Regions from separate parts of the Mus musculus genome. Here region 1 is linked to region 2. Evidence: chromatin contacts called from public HiChIP or PLAC-seq data. All regions are on one chromosome and are shown on one strand. The core of a region is the stretch at or near the end of the contact, and the rest is flanking DNA. Distances in the headings are between cores, read along the strand shown. Region 1 overlaps Rasgrp1 (RAS guanyl releasing protein 1). Region 2 has its middle 57 kb from the start of Gm46758.

The links. HiChIP or PLAC-seq counts read pairs in DNA pulled down with a chosen protein or histone mark.
Region 1: an H3K27ac HiChIP or PLAC-seq map of thymic regulatory T cells shows a contact between it and region 2, with 4 times the contacts expected there. The contact joins two enhancer-like sites. A contact is called at or near these places in 4 of 115 datasets of contacts at active chromatin or transcription factors (bone marrow-derived macrophages, effector CD8 T cells, memory CD8 T cells and 1 more).

The regions. Positions count from the first base shown.
Region 1 is chr2:117,325,377-117,330,129 of GRCm38.p6, forward strand. All of the region lies in intron 2 of Rasgrp1 (RAS guanyl releasing protein 1), which reads right to left. Among named protein-coding and RNA genes, the nearest start is that of Rasgrp1, 15 kb to the right of the region's middle. Within about 2 kb of position 3,110, at least 59 of the 459 cell types and tissues checked have an H3K27ac peak or open chromatin away from gene starts, as enhancers often do. A contact at or near this core is called in effector CD8 T cells, memory CD8 T cells and thymic regulatory T cells, where this site is marked.
Region 2 is chr2:116,971,389-116,976,146 of GRCm38.p6, forward strand. No RefSeq gene overlaps it. Among named protein-coding and RNA genes, the nearest start is that of Gm46758, 57 kb to the left of the region's middle. Within about 2 kb of position 1,378, at least 257 of the 459 cell types and tissues checked have an H3K27ac peak or open chromatin away from gene starts, as enhancers often do. A contact at or near this core is called in effector CD8 T cells, memory CD8 T cells and thymic regulatory T cells, where this site is marked.

The DNA of each region.
Region 1 (4,753 bases), core at 1,860-4,359, 360 kb after region 2:
GCTTTATTCATTAGTTTAATTTAAAATAACAGAGTATTTCTCTCTCCCACCCTTCTCCCCTCCCTCCTCTGTCTGTCTGTCTGTCTGTCTGTCTGTCTGTCTGTCTGTCTGTCTGTCTCAAACTTATGGCAATCCTTCTGTCTTAGCCTCTCCAGTCCTGGAACTATAATCATAAGCCACTACATCTGGCTCTATGCTATATAATATATCTTAAAATGTCTATTACATGCCTAACAGTGTGGTCACGATATGAGAATCAGGCCTATGCTCCTCTATATGGCATTCAATTTATTGGAGCCTACGACTGATCTTGTCAAGACTTGGACATAGGTTTTGGTGAGAGTGAGTGAAGAATATCCCAGTCTTCATGTCCCGCTTGTGAGCCCAAAGTGCTGTCTCTCCATTCTCAGCCCAGAACTGCAGTCCCAGATCAGTTGTTAGGCCTCCTCGACTCACACAGCTGCTGTATTAATCTTCAAGTCAATAGAAAGGTGAGGAACTAGAGTGGTATGTTAATGGTTAAGAGCACTGGCTGCTCTTCTAGAGGACTTGGGTTCAGTTCCCAGCACCCAAATGGCAGCTCACAACCATCTTAACTACAGTTCCAGGAGATGGACACCCTCTTCTAGTCTGTGCAGGCAGGCAGGCAGGTGCACATGTGTGAAGGTGTATGTGTGTGCACACAGAGCAGACATACACAGAAATAAAAAAATAAAATGTTTAAAAATAGTTTTTTAAAAAAGAGACGAACAACATAAAATCACTATAGTTCAACACTGGCACTGGACCTCGGGGTTCTTTGTCCGGGACAAACACACCTGTAACATAGGAAGTTTTCTATCAATTCAGGTTTTTTTTTTTTTTTTAGCTTTCTGAGAAATTTAACGACCTTCTGTGCATTTAGTATGGGCTGTGAACATCTTATGAAAGCATCCAGAGCCACCTCTATCCACACTCATGATTACATTATACACATTAAGCACCACTACTCAACAGCTCTGAGTCCACCTGGGTAGTCTGCATCTACCCACAAACACTGGGCATTGAGCTTTTGACTGTATCAGAGTCTGCAACTGTGTACCTGCCAACACTCTGGCTTTACCATCATAGCATGTTCACATCCAACTTCTACCTGGCAGTTTTCTTTTTCTCACCCTTGCCTGTGTGAAAGACTGGATGGATACGCTGGAAATTTAATACTAAGTTAATACTTTAAATTTAATAGAGGCATCCCCTAAGCACTGACTGGGGGACGTGGTGCATATGTTTCTCTTGGATGAGATGGTGCTGAGGGCATCTTCTGCCTTGGCTTCCAGAATAGACATTCACTTGATGATACAGAGGAATGAGCATCCTTCTCTGCCCACGCCAGCTTTTCCCAGACTACCTCGTAAGGCACGCTGCTTGTGCTCAAACCCTTGTCTCAGGATCTGCTTCTGGGACAGCTCAAACCCAGGCACACCTATTTCATCCATCCTAGCACAACCTTTAAAACTTCCCATCACTCCTGACCATCTTTGCAGAGGAGACCAAGTACAGAAAAACAGTTTGCCGTGGGCAGCGCTTGGTAAAGAGAGTCAGAATTCGTGTCCCAAACTCGCAGAACCATGTGGCCTCCCATGGCCTTCTGCTGTGGGTCTGTTCTCTGCCTTGCTGTGCCAAGGCCAAGGCATTTCCATCATCCAGACTGAGTGTGTGTGTGTGTGTGTGTGTGTGTGTGTGTGTTGGAGGAAGTACTGCATTCTCTCACTTCCTTTAAAAAACAAAAAACAAAAACCAGAAAACAGAGCCTCCAGTGGGAACAGCACATACTGAAGTCCATAGTTTCTTTTGAATACCCAGGAATTCATCATCGGAGTGTGAACAGGCAGATATGACATGGTATGCCTAGGACAGTGCATAGATCAGCTATTTTTATGGTGTGTAACCAAAGTATCTCCTTGTCAGTCTTTCCTATCCCCTCTTTATACTAAAGGATATTAACGTTCCCCAATTGCGTAGTATAGTAGGTTTCCTTTGGAAAATCTCATACTATAATGCATGAAACATGTATAGAACACACTAGGGTCACACTGAGCCTTAGCTTTCCTTTTCTTGCTCCCATCCTTCCTCTTTCTAAATAGTGCTCCTCCTCTCCCCCTCCCTCTCCTCCTCCTCCTCCTCCTCCTCCTCCTCCTCCTCCTCCTCCTCCTCCTCCTCCTCCTCCTCCTTCTCTTCCTCCCATCCTCTTCTCCTTCTCTTTCTCCTTCTTCTTCTTTTGAGGCAGGGCCTCACTGTAGCCCTGCCTGGCCTGGAACTCACTATGTAGCTCAGAATGGCCTGCAACTCTGAGACATCTGCTTGCCTCTGCTTCCTGGGTGTTGAAATTAAAGGTGGGCACCACTGCACTCCATCCCCCTTTTTCTTTTCAGGCTGAGTGCACAATAATGATGAACAGATCTTGTAAAAAGTGGATACAAGGATTGATTTGATAGGATGGTGTGTGTACACATGTATACATGGAAATGTCATGCTAATACCATTAATATATAATAGTTAATATTAGTAAAATTTAAAAATAAAAGATTGAAAAATACATGAATAAAGCAATCATGATTTATTAATATCAAACTAAGTATCCAAAATTCATATATGTAATTAGCCAGGCAGTGATAGCACATGCTTTTAATCCCAGCACTTGGGAGGCAGAGACAGCCGGATTTCTGAGCTTGAGGCCAGCCTGGTCTACAGAGTGAGTTCCAGGACAGCCAGGGCTATACAGAGAAACCCTGTTTTGAAAAATAAAAATAAAAAATAGATGTAATTATAAAAATATATATAATTATTAATTGTGAGCTATCTGCATATATACAGACATATACAGGATTGATCTCTTTTAATCTAGAGTTGTTTTCTTCATATTTTCCCCTGTGACACTATGAAGGTCCACTTCCTCAGTTAGCTAAATCTACCTGTGATTGGTGACAAGGTAATAGGACTCTAAGCCATTGGGCACGCAGGCAGTGCGGGAGACTATAGGCACAATAAGTAAGGGGAGTATGTTCATAGAGTAGAGCCAACTCACAAGTTATTACAGAGTGAGGACTCATCCTTAGCAGGAACTGAAGATAGCTGGGTAGCCAGCAGTGTGGCTCCTGTGGCTGACCTCTGGAAAGAACTGTATCAGATGCTAACTGCTTTATTGTGTGGTTGGAGTGGCCCAGGCCTGGAGGTAAATGGCGAAGCTCTTGGATGAAGTAAAGTTGGAATCCAAGGTGTGAAAGAAAGGAAGGAAGTATGGAAAAGTCCCTATGCTCACGCAGGAAGCAAGCAACGCAGAGTTAGCCAACTGCTCAACAGACTCAAGGGTGCTCTGTAGGGTGTGACTATATGTTAACAAGTACACTCACTCACATATGATAATTAGGGGGACACCCGTTTCCTGAGTGCTTCAGTTCCTCTTTAAAATGGGGCTGTTCAAAAGATCATATAAACAAGTCCATACTACAGTTCGGCAGATCACTGAGAGGAGACAGAAGAACTCTCTGCTCTTCTACTTGGGAATTCTCACTTTCCATCTGAGCCTTCAGATGATTTTATACTCAACACCCATCTTGCTCCTATGAATCCGTGTTCTCCTTCAGGATAAAATTAGTACTCTCTGCTCTTTCTTCCTCCTGTAGTAGTACCTATGTTCTTTTGTTCATTTCAGTCAATCACTGGTGTGCCCCTTGTTCAAGCTCCATCTTGGCAGCTGGTTCTGCCAAACGGTACAACCATTTAGCAAGATGCTCAGTGCCTGAGCCCTGGCCTGTTCTGCACTAAAAAGGAAGGAAACAGTACGGCCTCCTCAGATGCTGCCCGCCACCTCACAGTCACTGCAAAAGCAGCTGGACTGAGCAGACTTCAGCCTCTTCTAGGCTCTGCTATAAATCCCACCTCACTGCTCCTTCATTATAACTTAGAGAAGTTATAATGAAGGCAAGAGATTTTATTCTTCGTTTCTGACAGTAAACCTTTAACTCACTTTCGCCACACATAACGAAGAAGAATGCTTGCCTCTTGGATTTTCAGTTAGTTTAAGTATTGCTCCCTTTCATTCATTCTATCTGTAATCAGCCCTAGGCTATTATAATTAGCACTTTACATTGGAAAAATCAGTATTCTTCTTCTCTGGAAATGCCTTTAATTCTTCATCAGCGTCATTTTGGTTGCCAAGCAACCCTCAATTTTATGTCCCATATTTGATGGAATTATGCCAGCATTATTTTCTTAGGATCAATTTTAGGATAGAGTAGAAACCTTGTATGCTAGCACGCTTCTTGGCACGTAGTAATGTTCATCGCAGGATCACAATTGGTTAAGATGTGAATATTGAACACACAGAGGTATGGAGAATCTATCACAAGACATGCACTATGTTCACAGTATCCGTGCATATCCATAGGAGAACGCTGAGACAAATCCAAGAATGTTCATAGCTAACACTGTTTGTGGGGGTAGGATACAGAACTGTAATTTTTTTCCTTTTAAAAAGTTTTTAAAATGATTTTTAATTTTGTTTTACATGCATTCGTGTTTTGCCTGCATGTGTGTTTGTGAGGGTGTCAGATTTACTGGAACTGGAATTATAGATCGTTGTGAGTCACCATGTAAGTGCTGGGAATTGAACCAGGATCCTCTGGAAGAACTGCCAGTGCTTTTGACCTCTGAACCATCTCTCCAGCCCCAATGCTTTTCATTTTTAAACTGTATTTCTGAAGTTTCCCAGAGT
Region 2 (4,758 bases), core at 128-2,627:
GAGTTAAGGAGGAAGTCAGCAGCTTGGTCCTCTTCATCCCTGACCTCTCTCTTTTTTTTTTTCTCCAGAAACAAGATAGCTGACACCACTTGTCTTTTACATTTTGATTTAATCTTTGTTATTACTTCTGCAGTGTGAGCATGGCTCTCTGTCAATGAATTCTTATCACATCCACGGACTTTATACTATATGGGCACAGAGAACAAATGGGAAAAAGTCTCCCCCTAGCAAAAATGTTGGCAGCACATTAAACAGGCTCCTCTGACTTTTTCTTTTCTATTCTTATTGTTTGGGTTTTTTGGTGGCAGCAAATGCTGGACCCATCTCAAGCCTCCCCTAGCTCCCTCCAATCAATGTGCATTCATCCCCAAAGGCCCCAGAGGCCCTGAGAAGCAAGTAGCAAATGGAATGAAAACGGAACAAATGCTCCACAGCCCCAGAGCTTTGTTTCCAGAAGCATCTGGTGGCCACTTCCAGATTTCTGAAGCTACAAATGACAGGAAGCTGTAAAGGCAGCTATGTGGTCCAGAAAAAAAAAGGGGGGTGGGTGGGGGTGGGGAGGAGTTACAGACTTGAATGTTTTGCCATTATTAAATTTCCCACTAAACCAGAGTGTTCAAAGTTTGCCAGATTTTGCCTAACCTCATCCACATTTAACTGTCTCCAGAAAACCAGGAAGACCATTTAGAAGGAAGACTCATTCATGTTTGGACTCAGGCAGACTCAGGAACCTTTGATAGCACTATCCTTACCCTGCCTGGCCACACCACAGAGCAGTCAGCAAGATCTCCCTCAATGGGCACAAAATTTCCCCTGGAATTTACAGAGCAGAAACCTTAAACACATATCACCAGAAGAACCAGATTACATAATGTCTCCATCACCCTCCTGACAGCTACAATTATGAGTCAATTCTGGTTTAAATATGAAACCGGAAGCTCCGCATTTCCCCTCTGACTATGTGGCAGGCTAAGTTAGAGCTCTCCCGGCCTGTCAGTTTGGAGATCTGAGTCGCTTCCACAGTCACTAATCTAGCAAGAGACCAAATGACCGGGTAATTAAAAGCAGCACTGCAGTGAGCCCTGCTTCGTTCAGGCCAGATGTTCTTCTTGCTCAGCCATTACCCACATAAGGAACAGAAATACACCCTGCCCCCAGCCCGGCCCTTTAAATTCTCCTTTTCTTTATCCTTTCCAGCTAATTTCCGGCTTCTGATCTTTCAATCCCACAAAATAAAGTAAAAATAAAAGCCCCATTACGAAAAGATGACATGTTATTGAACACATGACTGTAAGTTGTAATGCGCTCTGTAGTCTCCTCTTTGTACGTCTTAAAGCATTCCAGCGCTGGAGACGTTAAGTTACCCTGGCAACCTCACATGACTAAGGACTCCAGAGAGCCCCACCTAGCTGCAGGGACTCATTTAAGTCAACAAGGACCACCCCTACACTTAGTAGCCCGGAGATTGAGTAAATAGCACTGCTAGGGGGAGTGGGGTTTATTTTAGGGACCAAAAGACTGTTGAATGAGGCAGCTTCTCCTTTTTTTCTTTTTCTTTTTCTTTCTTTCTTCTTCTTCTTTTTTTTAACCCCAAACACAAGACAAAGACAAATAAAACTCTCCATCCTACCCTTTAGCGAAGCCTCATTAAGGTCGCGGGTCAGCTGGTAAATAAAAGCGAGGTCTTCTGGGCATTTTTCTACTTAATGGACAAATTACAAGGCTCAAAAAAAAAAAAAAACCCAATAATTCATTCCTGGAAAAAAAAAATGGCAATGTGTGACAGAACTTCTGTGAGCTTATCAGATTGAAAAGGGCACTTTGTGTTTGTCTCTCTATTCAGTCTGCTCACTTCACTTGAGGCTGCCCTGGCTTTAGAACCCCAGATGCCTGAAGGATTTTCAGGGACAGAGACGGAAGAAACAATCTTAATTCTGATTAGTGGTCATATTTATGTTTGTTATTTAACCCTTTTAGAGTAATTGAGACAGAGTTTCTGAGTGTCCCTGGGCTGGCCTCAAACTCATTGCGTAGCTAAGAATAACCCTTGAACTCTCAACCCACTTTCCCAAGTGCTAAGATTGTTGGTGTGTACCACCACACAGCATTTGACATTTGGATTGTTAATATTTGCTAAGACCACTGCCTGCTCATGACCAAGCTGAAAGGCAGAAAGGAACAGGATTACTTGATTTCTAGAGCACTCACCAGGTCTCTGTGTGAGGGGCACTGCTAGTGTGTGGCCTGTGCTCTAGCCCAGGTACCTCGTCTGTGGGGCTTTTTGCTGTGCTGGCCAGTCGTGTCTACAAGGCTAAAGAGAATGAATGAAGCTGAGAGGATCTCAGCTGTCAGAGAGGCTGTCTATACAAAAGCAAAATGGAGACCAGAATGGCCGTCAGATGAAACCCCAGGATAAGAAAGGAAGTTATTGTGTACAGCAACCTGCTGGTGGTCAGACTATGCCCTAGTAAATAAGGAAACACTGGGGCACCATTCTTGAAGTGGACTACCCATTGCTTGATCTGTGTGTGTAAGAAGAGAGGAGAGAGAGAGAGAGAGATGTGCTGGGATTATGCTTCAGGTAGGGCATTCTCCTCTTCCATCTTGTGTTCATTTGCTTCCTGACTGATGGTGTGTGTGTGTGTGTGGTGTGTGCAGAAAAAAAAAAAATCATATATTCCAAGCCCCAAAGAAAAAATATCCTAATAGAAGTATAAGCCAAGCCCCAGGTAACAATCACCATGGAGACACTGGAGTAGCACATGAGCCGCAATGATGCTTACCACGCACAACCATGACTCTGACTGACCATCCTGTTTCCATGGCATGCTTAAAGAGTGAATGATGGACGGGGTACACTCCTCACTGACGTAAAACATGATTCATGTTAGCCAGAACCAACCAACCCCAAACTTGGAAAGAATGAGTCCCCCACCTGAGTGCCTGCTCTCCTCTGGGTCATTTCAGGAAACATTTGAGGCATGTTTGTGCTCTCAAAAATGTTCCCGAACCTTCCCTTCAAACTTCTCAACGTCTTCCTTGCCCAGGAACCACCTTGTGCTCACTACTTCTACTTCTCGTTTGGAATTATACAAAACAAACAAAACAGAGGATCGGACTTCATTCGCTCCTTCATTGAATGTATTTGCCTAGCATAAGTATTGTTAAGGACCTGCTCTGAACACAGAACCTTTCCCATACTTCTAAACAAAACAAAACAAACAAACAACCCCCCCCCCCCCAAAGAGATCATGATGCTCAAGGCAGCACACGCCTGAACTCCAGCACTTGGGAGGTAGAGGCAGGCCGATCCGGAATATACCACCATTCTTGGCCACAGAGGGAAATTCAAGAACCAAGTCTCAGAAACACAACAAACAAAGCAAAGCTACAACAAAAGAATCCTGTTCTCTAGGAAGCACCTGCTGGGGAAGAGACAGACTTAACTCCTAGAGGAAAGAAAGCACTATAAAATCAACTAGAGAACTCAATGAAATCTTTTTATATGGGTGTTACTGGGCCTTCAGTTCACACACTTGCCCCATGGGTATATATATAAGGTGCCCACCTCCAATTTAGAAGGAATTCCATCCTTCTTCACGGAATCAGTTCCTGAGCCTTAAGATTTTCCCCGGTAACAAATGAGAACCGCTGTACCCAGAGCGGCTTTGTGAGTTGCCCAGTCACCCACTTTTCTCCAGGGGGGAAGGAAGAAACTCAAGAGTCTCAAAATAGCCCGGTCCTAGTCCTTCAACAAGTGCAGGTTACATCACTTTACAGGGCTGGTTGTGACATCACTTCTAGACCTGAACGCGGCCCACCCCACCACTGAGAAAATGGAAAATGCTGAGCCGCAGCCTCAGGACTTTTTCATCTAGAGGCAATTTCTGTCTGCCTAAACCTGACTGCAGGGCAGGTGGGTGCAGAGCCCAGCAAAGAAGCCTTTGAAAGCAGGAACCCAGGCTCTGCAGGTCAGCTTGGAGCAAGTCCAAACTGGGTTCTAGCCCGCACACACCCCCGCCCCCTGGTGACAAGCAATCTGTTTATGGGGACACTTTTGTGAGGTTACAGAATCTCTGCAAGAGAGGGAGCGGGTTCTGGCCTGGTTTCTAGGTAACCCGCCACACCAAGGTGCACAAACACGATCGGACAGAGAAGAGGGGTAAAAAGAGAAGCTGGACGGCCAGGGCCCCCTCCCGGGCCGCCGTGAAACGCGCTTTAATTGCTTCAAAGAGCCCTTCTCAATGGGGTTTCAGAGGCGCGGGAGCGGGTCCCCAGCGAGGGCTCCTTTCCGGCTGGCCAGCATTCCTGGGCGCTGCGAGGGGAGAGCCCGCGGCTCATTTCCATGCCTGTCGCATACTGCCTCCGTTGTGCCGGGCCGGGCCGCGAGGGGAGCGCGGCTGGCAGCGAACAAAGCCCCATTCATCCCCGGGGACGGCTTCCTCCCGGACCAGCCGCGGCCGCAGATGGGCTGGCTCGGGCACGCCATCCATCTCCAGGCCGGGGAGCGCGGCCCCGCCCGCGCACAGAGCGGTGATGCAGGGCGCCCCCGGGCTGCCGGACCCAGGCCTCCACGGAGGGGGAGAGGCTGTGCGGGGACAGGCGAACACTGAGGCTTTTCAGTCGGGAAATCCCGTGTCCTCGCCGGCTCCTTGAGAGCGAGGATGTCAGTTTCCACCGCCCTCTTCCCCACTCCGGCCCCCCGGGATGGTACGGTCCGTCTTCCCTGGTTGTGAAGGGACTTTGTTTCTCCTCTGT